Linked DNA regions of Sus scrofa: region 2 is linked to region 1. The links are chromatin contacts, called in public Hi-C maps. All regions are on one chromosome and are shown on one strand. The core of a region is the stretch at or near the end of the contact, and the rest is flanking DNA. Distances in the headings are between cores, read along the strand shown.

Region 1 (4,402 bases), core at 1,400-3,899:
CTTTTAATCGCTGAATAGTATTCCATTGCATGTAAGTATCACGCTTGGGCCACCCCTTCACCAACGAATGGACGTTCCTTTTTTTTGGTTTGTTATTATGCATTAATGCTGCGATGAACATTTGTGTGCAAGTTTTTGTGTCCATATATGTTTTACTCTTTGCTTTTGTTTTTTGGTGGATACCCAAGGGGAGAGAACTTTGAGTTACATGACAAATTCATGTTTAACTTTTAAGAAACGGGCAAACTGCTCTCCAGAGCGGCTGCACCATTTTCCGTTCCTGCCAGAAATGACTGAGGGTTCCTGTTTCTCTACATCCTCGCCAACATTTGTTATTGTCTGCCTTTTTGATTATAGTCATTTTAGTGGGTGTGAAGTGGTTTCTCATTATGGCTTTGATTTGCAGTTCCCTCACAGCTAATGATATTGGATAGCTCTTGATTTTTCAATGTTGGAATTCACTCAAATGTATAAAAAGAGACTTCATATCAGCCCTGTACAGATGGAACAAAACAGCTTAGAACAAAAAAAAGGTTCAAGGGCTGGAACGGCCCTTAGGGAATGAGTTTGGACTTGTGACCTAGACTCTGCAAAACAATGGTCTGTGACCTTTTTCTTTGGGGGGTAAAAGCAGCCTACCCTGTCAGCAAAAATTACTATGGAGAGAGGACAAAGATTTCTCACTCTTGTGTAATGAACTTGTAGACTGGAAAAAAAAAAAAAAAAGACATTTTTTCAATCTATATTTTCATAATGCCACCCCAACCCCCCGCCCCCCCATAAACCATCCCTGTTCCATATTTGTTGAATGAGTCCTTTAGCGATATTTCTATTTTTTAAGATGAGGTGAAGGTATTTGCCAAGGATTAAAGCTCTAGCAAGTGGCAAAGACAGATTCAAAGCCAGGTCTTTGTGATCCAAAATCCTATGTTTTTTGGATCAGAATGGCAGCAGGCTCTGGGATTGGAGCTACGTATGATGAGAGTGGAGTCAGAAGAGCCGGGATGGCTGGATGGTCAAAGTAGAGGAGGGTACAATGTGGGAGCAGGGGAGAGGCAGGAGTTCAAGAAGTCTCGGGGCTGGTTTCATTACAGACAAAGGGCAGTTGGGAAGAAAGAGGTTTGGGGTGGATGGGTGAAGTGGAAGTGGGAAGAACACAGGTGTGGGACGTTCTGCTTTTGCAGTTGCCCATTCATCCAGGTAGGACATTTAGCAGACGGGTGAAAACGTACGGCCCAAGGGCTGGACAGATGCCATGGCTAGACATGCATTTAAGGACAGTCTCTTTATTATTGATTTCTCGTCGGGGCTGACATCTTTGTGACGTTGGATTCTGGTGAGCTTCCTGCCTTCTTCTTCTGATGGTCCACTGAGTTTGTTATAAAATTATGGGAAACCACGGACTTGGTGGCTGTTTGTGTTTGAAAGCTCTCTGCATGCAACACTGCATTCAGAAATGACTTCGGTGGCTGGCAAAGCTGAGACTCAGGCGTTTGAGGTGGAGTGTTTGGTCTTCTCTAAAAAGCATTTCGTTTTTGTTTTGTTTTGTTTTTGAATTCAGAAGAGGAATACCATTACATGCTATGTACAGTTAACTTGTGCTCATGTCCAGGCTGTGTTAAGAAGGACAGACTTCTTTGTGGAGCCAAGTCACAAGACACCTGGACAAGGGGCAGCTCACTGCAGCACTCAGGTGGGGGTGGGAGACCAGATGCACGAGGACAAAGGACAATACAGGGCCTGAGGTGGACTTCCCCAGGAAAGACTCTGCACTCAGCTGCCTTGGAACTTCTCTGAATTCCACCAACCCCTCCTTATCATTTCCTGCCTTGTTTTGTTTTTCGCTTTATTCATTTTTCAACTGACTGGATATTTCCTAGGCTTGCCACTTACATCACATCATAAGTATTAAAAGGCACCCATATCTAACAAGAAATAACTGCATCTTGCTGTGAATATTTTCTGAAAAGATTTTAATTTTCAGTTTTTGTAATAAATCACTTTATTCTGGTGACTTAAACTTTATTTATATACAATTATTTAACAGTTGTGTTGCAGTTGACTCGATAGTGCGGCCATTTCATTAACTCTTTATTAACTTTGATTTTTCTGGTTTCCTTTCCTTATTTTGTGTCCTTTGGCGTCCTTTCTTTTTTCCTTTAGGAAAATTAATAGGCCCTGGGGCATAAGACAGCCCTGCAGAACCTCGCCATAGCCCTTCAAGTAGGGCACTCGAATTAATGAACGAACGAACGAACGAACGAATGAGGCGAAGTCCTTCTCCCAAGTCCTCTCTCTCCAAGGCGGGTTCGCTTCTCAATGTTCTGGAATCTCAGCCCAGCCAGGAGGCCGGGTAGGGAGGCCCCTGCGCTCTCAAACTCCAAAACCGCAGCGGCGGAGGAAGCCGTCCGGCGCCCGCCGCTCAGCGGGCCGGGCAGGGTCAGCTCGGGTCCGGGGTCGCGACAGTGGCCGGAGCGCGGACTGCAGCCCGGGCCGCTGCAGGGCCGGTGCGCATGGGCAGAGCTGCACCCCGAGCCCGGCCTCCCCTCCCCCACTGCAGGTGAGCCGCAGAGCCGCGGCCCCCGCCCCCTGCAGCCCCGGGGGTGACGTCAGGCCTCTGGACCGCGCTCCGGCCCCGCCCCTGCAGGCAGCCTCCGGGGGCCCGCGACTCCGCGGTGGAAGCCGGTGCGGCTGCGGGGCACGGCGGCTGCGACAGGCAGAGGAGGCGGCGAGGCGCTCGAGAGGGCTGCCGCGGCGGCCTGACGCCAGGGCGAGGCGCGTCTAGGCGGAACACCGGCTCCTGCCGCCGCACACCTGCCCGGCAGTCCGCACAGCCGAGGCCGCTGCGGGGTCCGCACCCGCTGCCCGGAGGGATAGCTGGGCGCCCAGCCGGCCTCAGCTGTCCATCTCCGACCGAGCCAGCCAATCGCCCGCGATTGCCCCGGCCGCACCTCCCGGAATCTCTGACGGGCGTGCGTCGCAGCCTATGAGATGGGGGCCCCGGCGGCCCGGGCCGGGAGCGGGAGCCAATGAGCAACATTTCAGGTGGGTGGAGGGAGTGGAGCTCGGGGGAAGGTAGCTTCGTTCGGGTTGCTAACGTCTTCCCTTGGAGATGGGCGCTCAAACCGACCAGTGGGTCTGGGGGCGGTGGTGACGGGCGTGGAGCTGGCCCAATGAGGGTGGGAGTGGGTGGGGCAGCCCGGAGCAGCAGTGCTAAAGGAGCCCGGCGGAGGCAGCGGTGGGTTTGGGACTGAGGCGCCGGATCCGTGGTCGCGGCTGGGGACGTGCGCCGGAGCCACCATCTTCGGCTGAAGGTGAGAGGTGCGGCTGCCCGGGTCCGAGTGCGGCAGCCGGGGACCTGCGGACGGCTTGTAGGAGAGGGAAGGATCCCGGGCTGAGGGCCCGGGCCACTGTGGAGGGCAGGGACGGAGCGGCAGCCGGAGCTGGGGAAGATGGAAGGGGCTCTGGGCGGAGGGCTTGTGCTGCGGGGGCGGTAGATTCGTGCGAGGAAGGACCTTGGGGGTGACTGACGGGACCCCAGTGGGTGGAGAGACCCCTGGAGGGTCGGCGAATGAGGTCCTGGAGAGTGAGACCCATGCAGGGATCAAGGCCTGGGTGTGCGGGAAGATGACCCCTGGGGATGGAGCTCTAGAGGTGGGCATGTGCGGACCTGGTACTCGGCGTGCGGGATCCGTGGGACGTGGGGTTGGGGAGACTCGTTGCCCTCGTGGGGGTCCCGGAGGGTCCAGCGAGTCTGTGCCTGCCTCCCAGGAGGGGAGGGATCCTGGGGCGGGCTGGAAAGCGCCATCCCGGGTGGGGGTGGGGGTGGGGGCGCCGGACGGGAAGGACCCCTGGTGGGTTGCTGGGTGGGTGAGGCCGGGTCCGGCACCCCGAGTGCGGAGAGGGGCTCGCCGAGGGCTCGGAAGGCGGGCAGCGCCGGGACCTGGTGGTGGAGGGACCGGAGGGCAGGGTTGCGCACTGCCGGGGAAGCGCGCGGAGGGTGAGGGTCTGAGCTGCCTGCCGCCGGCGTGGGAAGGGTCGGGCTCCGCTGGTCCCGGGGGAGTAGGGAGGGAGGGTGGGGGCGTCTTACCAGGCGCTCCGGGGCCGGCGGGGGCCGGGAGTGGACGCCCGGCCAGGCCCGGGCGGTTTGGGGGGGCGAGGCGGGAAATGTGGCGGGGGCGCGCTGCAGCAGGGCGGCGGGGGGGAGGGTCAGCCCTCGCCTCGGGATCCCTTTATTGTGTAAGTGATCTGGGCAAGGCTCGCCGCAGAGTCGCTTCCTTGCCTCCTACAGTTGGGGGGGGTCACACCCTGATCCCGTAAAATCGGCCTGGAATGGGGTCGGAGGGAAGTTGAAGGCACAGAGTCCCGGCGTCCGCGGGGGCTTTGTGGGCCAGCGGTAGGC
Region 2 (4,402 bases), core at 1,227-3,726, 72 kb before region 1:
CTCTCAGGGCAGGAAAAAGGGCTCTACGAGGAAGCCTCCCTATGTTGGATTTGATTTCCCTCTTGCCAGAAAGGTTAAAGGTCACCCAGATGGGACCAGAAGACACAAGCAGCAGAATTACAGCTTGTCACACTCCTCTGGAGGAAGCACAGGGGGCCCGAGTCCTTCTTTATTCATCTCTTTGAATTACAGTGAGGTTGGGAAGGCAGGTGGCATAGCTCCCATTCTTCATGCCCTCACTCATTCATTCCACACACGTTTTCTGCTCCTGTGTTCTGGGCGAAGTCGTTGCCTTCAAGGGGCTGACAGTCTGCAAGGGAGACTGCCGCCCAGAGCTGGGGGCTGAATGACGTTTGCAGTGTGAGCGGGGCGTTGATAAAGTGCAGTGGGGCTCAGGGGAGGGACAGCAAGATCCCTTGGGTGGAAGGCCATCGGGGAAGGCTTATGCAGGAGGGGATAGGTGACATTCATCTGTGTTTGCTGGGTACCTGCTGTATGTAGAAGGGGAGGGACTTGGGGACGAGTAAGAAAAAATTGACAAGGTAATTCATTTCAGGTTGCAGGGAGCTATCATTTACTGCTTACCACGTGCTGACATTATTCTAAGTGCTTTACATAGATTTAATAGATTTAATCCTCCCAGCCCTTCTGTGAGGCAGGAAACCATTCATATCCCCGTTTTGGAGGTGAGGAGGTCATTTCATTTATCTACAGCTGCATGGACATCCACCCCCAAACGTAGTGGTTTAAAGCAGCCATCCTTTTCTTGCGTCTGGAGCCAGGGGATCAGGAATCGAGGCAGGGCTCAGAGGCACAGCTGGCTCCTCTCTGCTCTGCAGTGTTAGCCGGGCTTGTGGCTGTGCCTGGAAGATCCCGATGGACTTGTCCCATGACTGGAGCTTCAGGCTGCCTGTCAGCTGGGACCCTCTTGTTGTCCCTTATGGGACCCTCTCTCCAGCAGGGTGGCCGGGACTTCTTTACACAGCGGTCAGCTTCCCAGAGTGCAAACGCAGAAGCTGCAAGTGACATTGCCTCATGCCCACCCCATTCAGTTGGTCCATAAATGTCACAGAGCCAGCCCCAGTTCAAGTGTGGAAGGGAAACTGACATGGGAGGCGTGGCGAAGTCACATCACAAAGGGCACACAGGATGGAAGGAATCGCTGAGGCTGTCTTTGGAAACCATCTCATGCCGACACAGGATGTAAATAACTTGCTCACAGTCGTACAGCTAACAGTTAGACTGTGGGGGCTCAGCAGGGTAAAGGCCAGGCATGCAGGAGTGTGGGGGACGTTTTAGATAGAAGGAGGCATGTGAGCGAGGGTCCAGAGACAGGAGAACCTGGAGCATCATTGCTCTGTTTGATGGATAAAGCAGGTAGACAAGAATGAAGCCATAAAGATACAATGGAATACGACTCGGCCATAAAAAAGAATGAGATAATGTCATTGGCTGCACCATGGAGAGACCTTGAGATGATTGCACTAAGTGAAGTAAGCCAGAGACAAATATCATATGATATCTCATATGCGGAATCTAAAAAAATGATGCAAATGAACTTACATATGGAACAGAAATAGACCCACAGACAGAGAAAACAAACTTCTAATTACCAAAGGGGAAAGGGCTAGAGAGGGATAAATTAGGAGTTTGAGGGTTAACAGATACACACTACTCCATATAAAATAGACAACCCACAAGGACCTACTGTGTAGCACAGGGAACGCTGCTCAATATTTTGTACTAACCTGTAAGAGAAAATAATCTGAAATATATGTATATATGAATCACTTGCTGTACATCTGAAACGAACACAACATTGTAAATCAACTATGCTGCAATTAAAAAAAAATAGAGTTCTCTTGTAGCACAGTGGGTTAAGCACCTGGCATTAGCATTGTATCAGCCTGGTTACCGCTGTGGTGAGGGTTCGACCCCTGGCCTGGGAAGTTCCACATGCTGTGGGTGTAGGGAACAAAACATTAAAAATAATAATAAAAAAAGAAAGAATGAAGCCAAACAGGTAGACTGGGGCCAGATGGCGGCTGACCTTGAACACGAGGCTGAACTGTTCGGACATGACTCTGGAGTCAGTGGGCAGCTATGGAAACATCTCGTGCAGAGGTGACTCGATGGGGACTGTGCTTTAGGGAGACGGAGGCAGCCGTGCGAGTGCAGGATGAGGGGAGGCAGCCTGATGAGTGAGGTCTCCTGCGAGTGACGGAGGCCTGATCGGGAGAGCACACCTGGGAGCAGAGCACTGGGTCTGAAGGCAGGAAACCCCACAGGCGAGCATCTGCCCCAACTAGGCATCTCGGCATTTTACAGACGAAAAAAACTGGACAAAGGACAAGAGAAGGGTGGGGCCTGGGAGTCCAGGTCTTTGCCCCGCCTCGTCCCTTTGAGCACAAGGGGCGTGTTCACAGAGGGGACCAGAGAAGTTGGGGCTCCAGTGACTTCGCTGTGGGGCATTGGCAGCGCGTGGGTGTCAATCACACGGATTGTCCAATGGGGAGATGCCTTGGACCCACAAAACCCCGCCCTCGAGGGGGACCCGCCCTCTTTCCAGGAGCCCAGTGATGGGGAGAGAGGTGGAGAGTGAGTGGAGGCTGAAGTTGCTGAGTTGCTTTGAGGGACTTCCTGAGGAATACATTTTTTAAAAAGCAGCAGGGAAGAGCAAAGCTCTTAGTTTGAAAAGACACAAGATTTTTTTGTGTGTTTCTGAGCCTGGTTGATCTCCGGCTGCGAGGCAGCTCCCCACCCCCTCCGTGCTAGCTGCTCCTGGGATCAGTATCATTTACTCTGACACACTTCATGCAGGGAGAGCTCATTTTGGCTTCCTCCAAAATTGGACACTAAATTTAGCCCTGGCCTCAAAACGCCTGATCTTTGAGCTCAACGTGTCTGCCTTGGCCCGGCCTGCGACAGCCACTTCTTATCACCATGGACGTTGTTCCTATTTGGGTCTCGAGTTGTCTTAGAAACATGCTTTGGTATGGTCGGTCACCGCCAAGAAATGTCAGCCAGAGCCCACCCGTCTCCCCGACGTCTCGGCCCTGTCTTTGTAAAGAACGTTCTCGCGCAGGAGAAGACGTTTCCCCCTGCCTTTCTGAGAGCTGGGGCCCTTGGGCCCCCTCCAAATTCTTTGGTCTCCTTTCCATCCACGGCAAGTTCCTTCCCTGCCTTCTCGTCCCCAGCATCCCCAGGAAAGGGAGGAAGCAGGCCGTCTCTGTGCCTGGGCCCAGCTGCTGGCCATCTGGATTCAGGCCTGTTAACCTCTGACCCTCGGCCATGAGCCTTCCTCTCACCTCCTTCCATGAATCCATGTTGGGAGAAGGAGTCAAGAGTCCGGGGAAGACCCCACTCCCCCCCCCCGGGGGGGTCCTTCCTGTGCCCAAGGAACTTTCATCCCACTGAGTTCCCGGCTCTGGGCCCTGCCCCTCACTTCACTATGACCTTGGGCTGGTCACTTGACTGTCCAGCCCAGCCTGTTTGCCCGTCTCCAAAACGAAGAGCGGAATGAGTGGGCCGCTAACCTTAGGGCGCCCCCCTACTCTAAAAACACGCCATGCCTCTCTGACCATGACCCATTTTTACCAGGGGAAAAGTGTCCTTTTAGCATGAAAGAGAAGAGTGTCACGCAGTGTCCCCCAGATATCCCTGTAGAGCGACGGTCCTGAAATAGACCAGAGTTCTAGCATCCCTTGCTGAAATCCAGAGACATGCACATCCCCCACCCCACCTTGACTCAGAACGATTCTGCAAGAGGCCAAGGCCATCCGATCTCATCTGTGATCGTCCAGACGATCCACAGAGCTCTAGAGATAAAAGCTAAATTGTCTAGGGCTGTGTTTCCCGAATTGCTCGCCGTGGAGCACGGATCCAATGTGACCTTGGCCTTTTGCCAATCCGTTGTCCAGGAAGTTTGGGGAAGGCTGGGTTCCTTTACAGCAGGACTTCTCAGAGCCTTGAACTCAGAGCACCCCTGCAGACATTTGGCTTCCCCTTCAGGACAGCCTTCATCTTTGTCCTTGGGTGATTTCCATGTCACTGGTGAGCAGATGAGGCTGGGAGAGGTTCAGTGATTTGCCCAGAGTCCCACAGCTGGGCCAGCTGGGGTCTGAATCTGCAGCCGTGTCCCTAACACGAGACCATATTTCCACCCCACGTTACTGGACCTGAGTGGCTGCCTTTGTCCCTGCTGAAGCACCTTGGGAAGACCAAAGGGCAGCTTTCTGGGGACAGCAAGGAGACATGTTATGGGTATATGAAAGCCTCAGCTACAGGGGCCCTTGCTGCTTCCTGGGGACAATTCATGGGGGGCAGGGGGACTCAGACATCTCTGCTGCTCCTCACGAAGACTTAGAGCAATTCAGAGATGCCCATTCTAGAAGAATCCGTT

The links. A called contact is a pair of places that touch in the nucleus more often than the background predicts.
Region 2: a Hi-C map of skeletal muscle shows a contact between it and region 1, with 9 times the contacts expected there. The contact joins the enhancer-like site here to the promoter of MYH10 in region 1. A contact is called at or near these places in 1 of 5 promoter capture datasets (fetal liver) and 3 of 47 Hi-C or Micro-C datasets (embryonic fibroblasts, heart right ventricle and skeletal muscle).

Annotation. Positions count from the first base shown.
Region 1 is chr12:53,779,799-53,784,200 of Sscrofa11.1, reverse strand. It overlaps MYH10 (myosin-10), which reads left to right and starts at 2,649. Exons shown (of 44, transcript XM_021067863.1): 1 at 2,649-3,045. The coding sequence starts at 2,987.
Region 2 is chr12:53,851,650-53,856,051 of Sscrofa11.1, reverse strand. No RefSeq gene overlaps it. Among named protein-coding and RNA genes, the nearest start is that of CCDC42, 30 kb to the left of the region's middle. Within about 2 kb of position 2,476, at least 21 of the 83 cell types and tissues checked have an H3K27ac peak or open chromatin away from gene starts, as enhancers often do. A contact at or near this core is called in fetal liver and skeletal muscle, where this site is marked.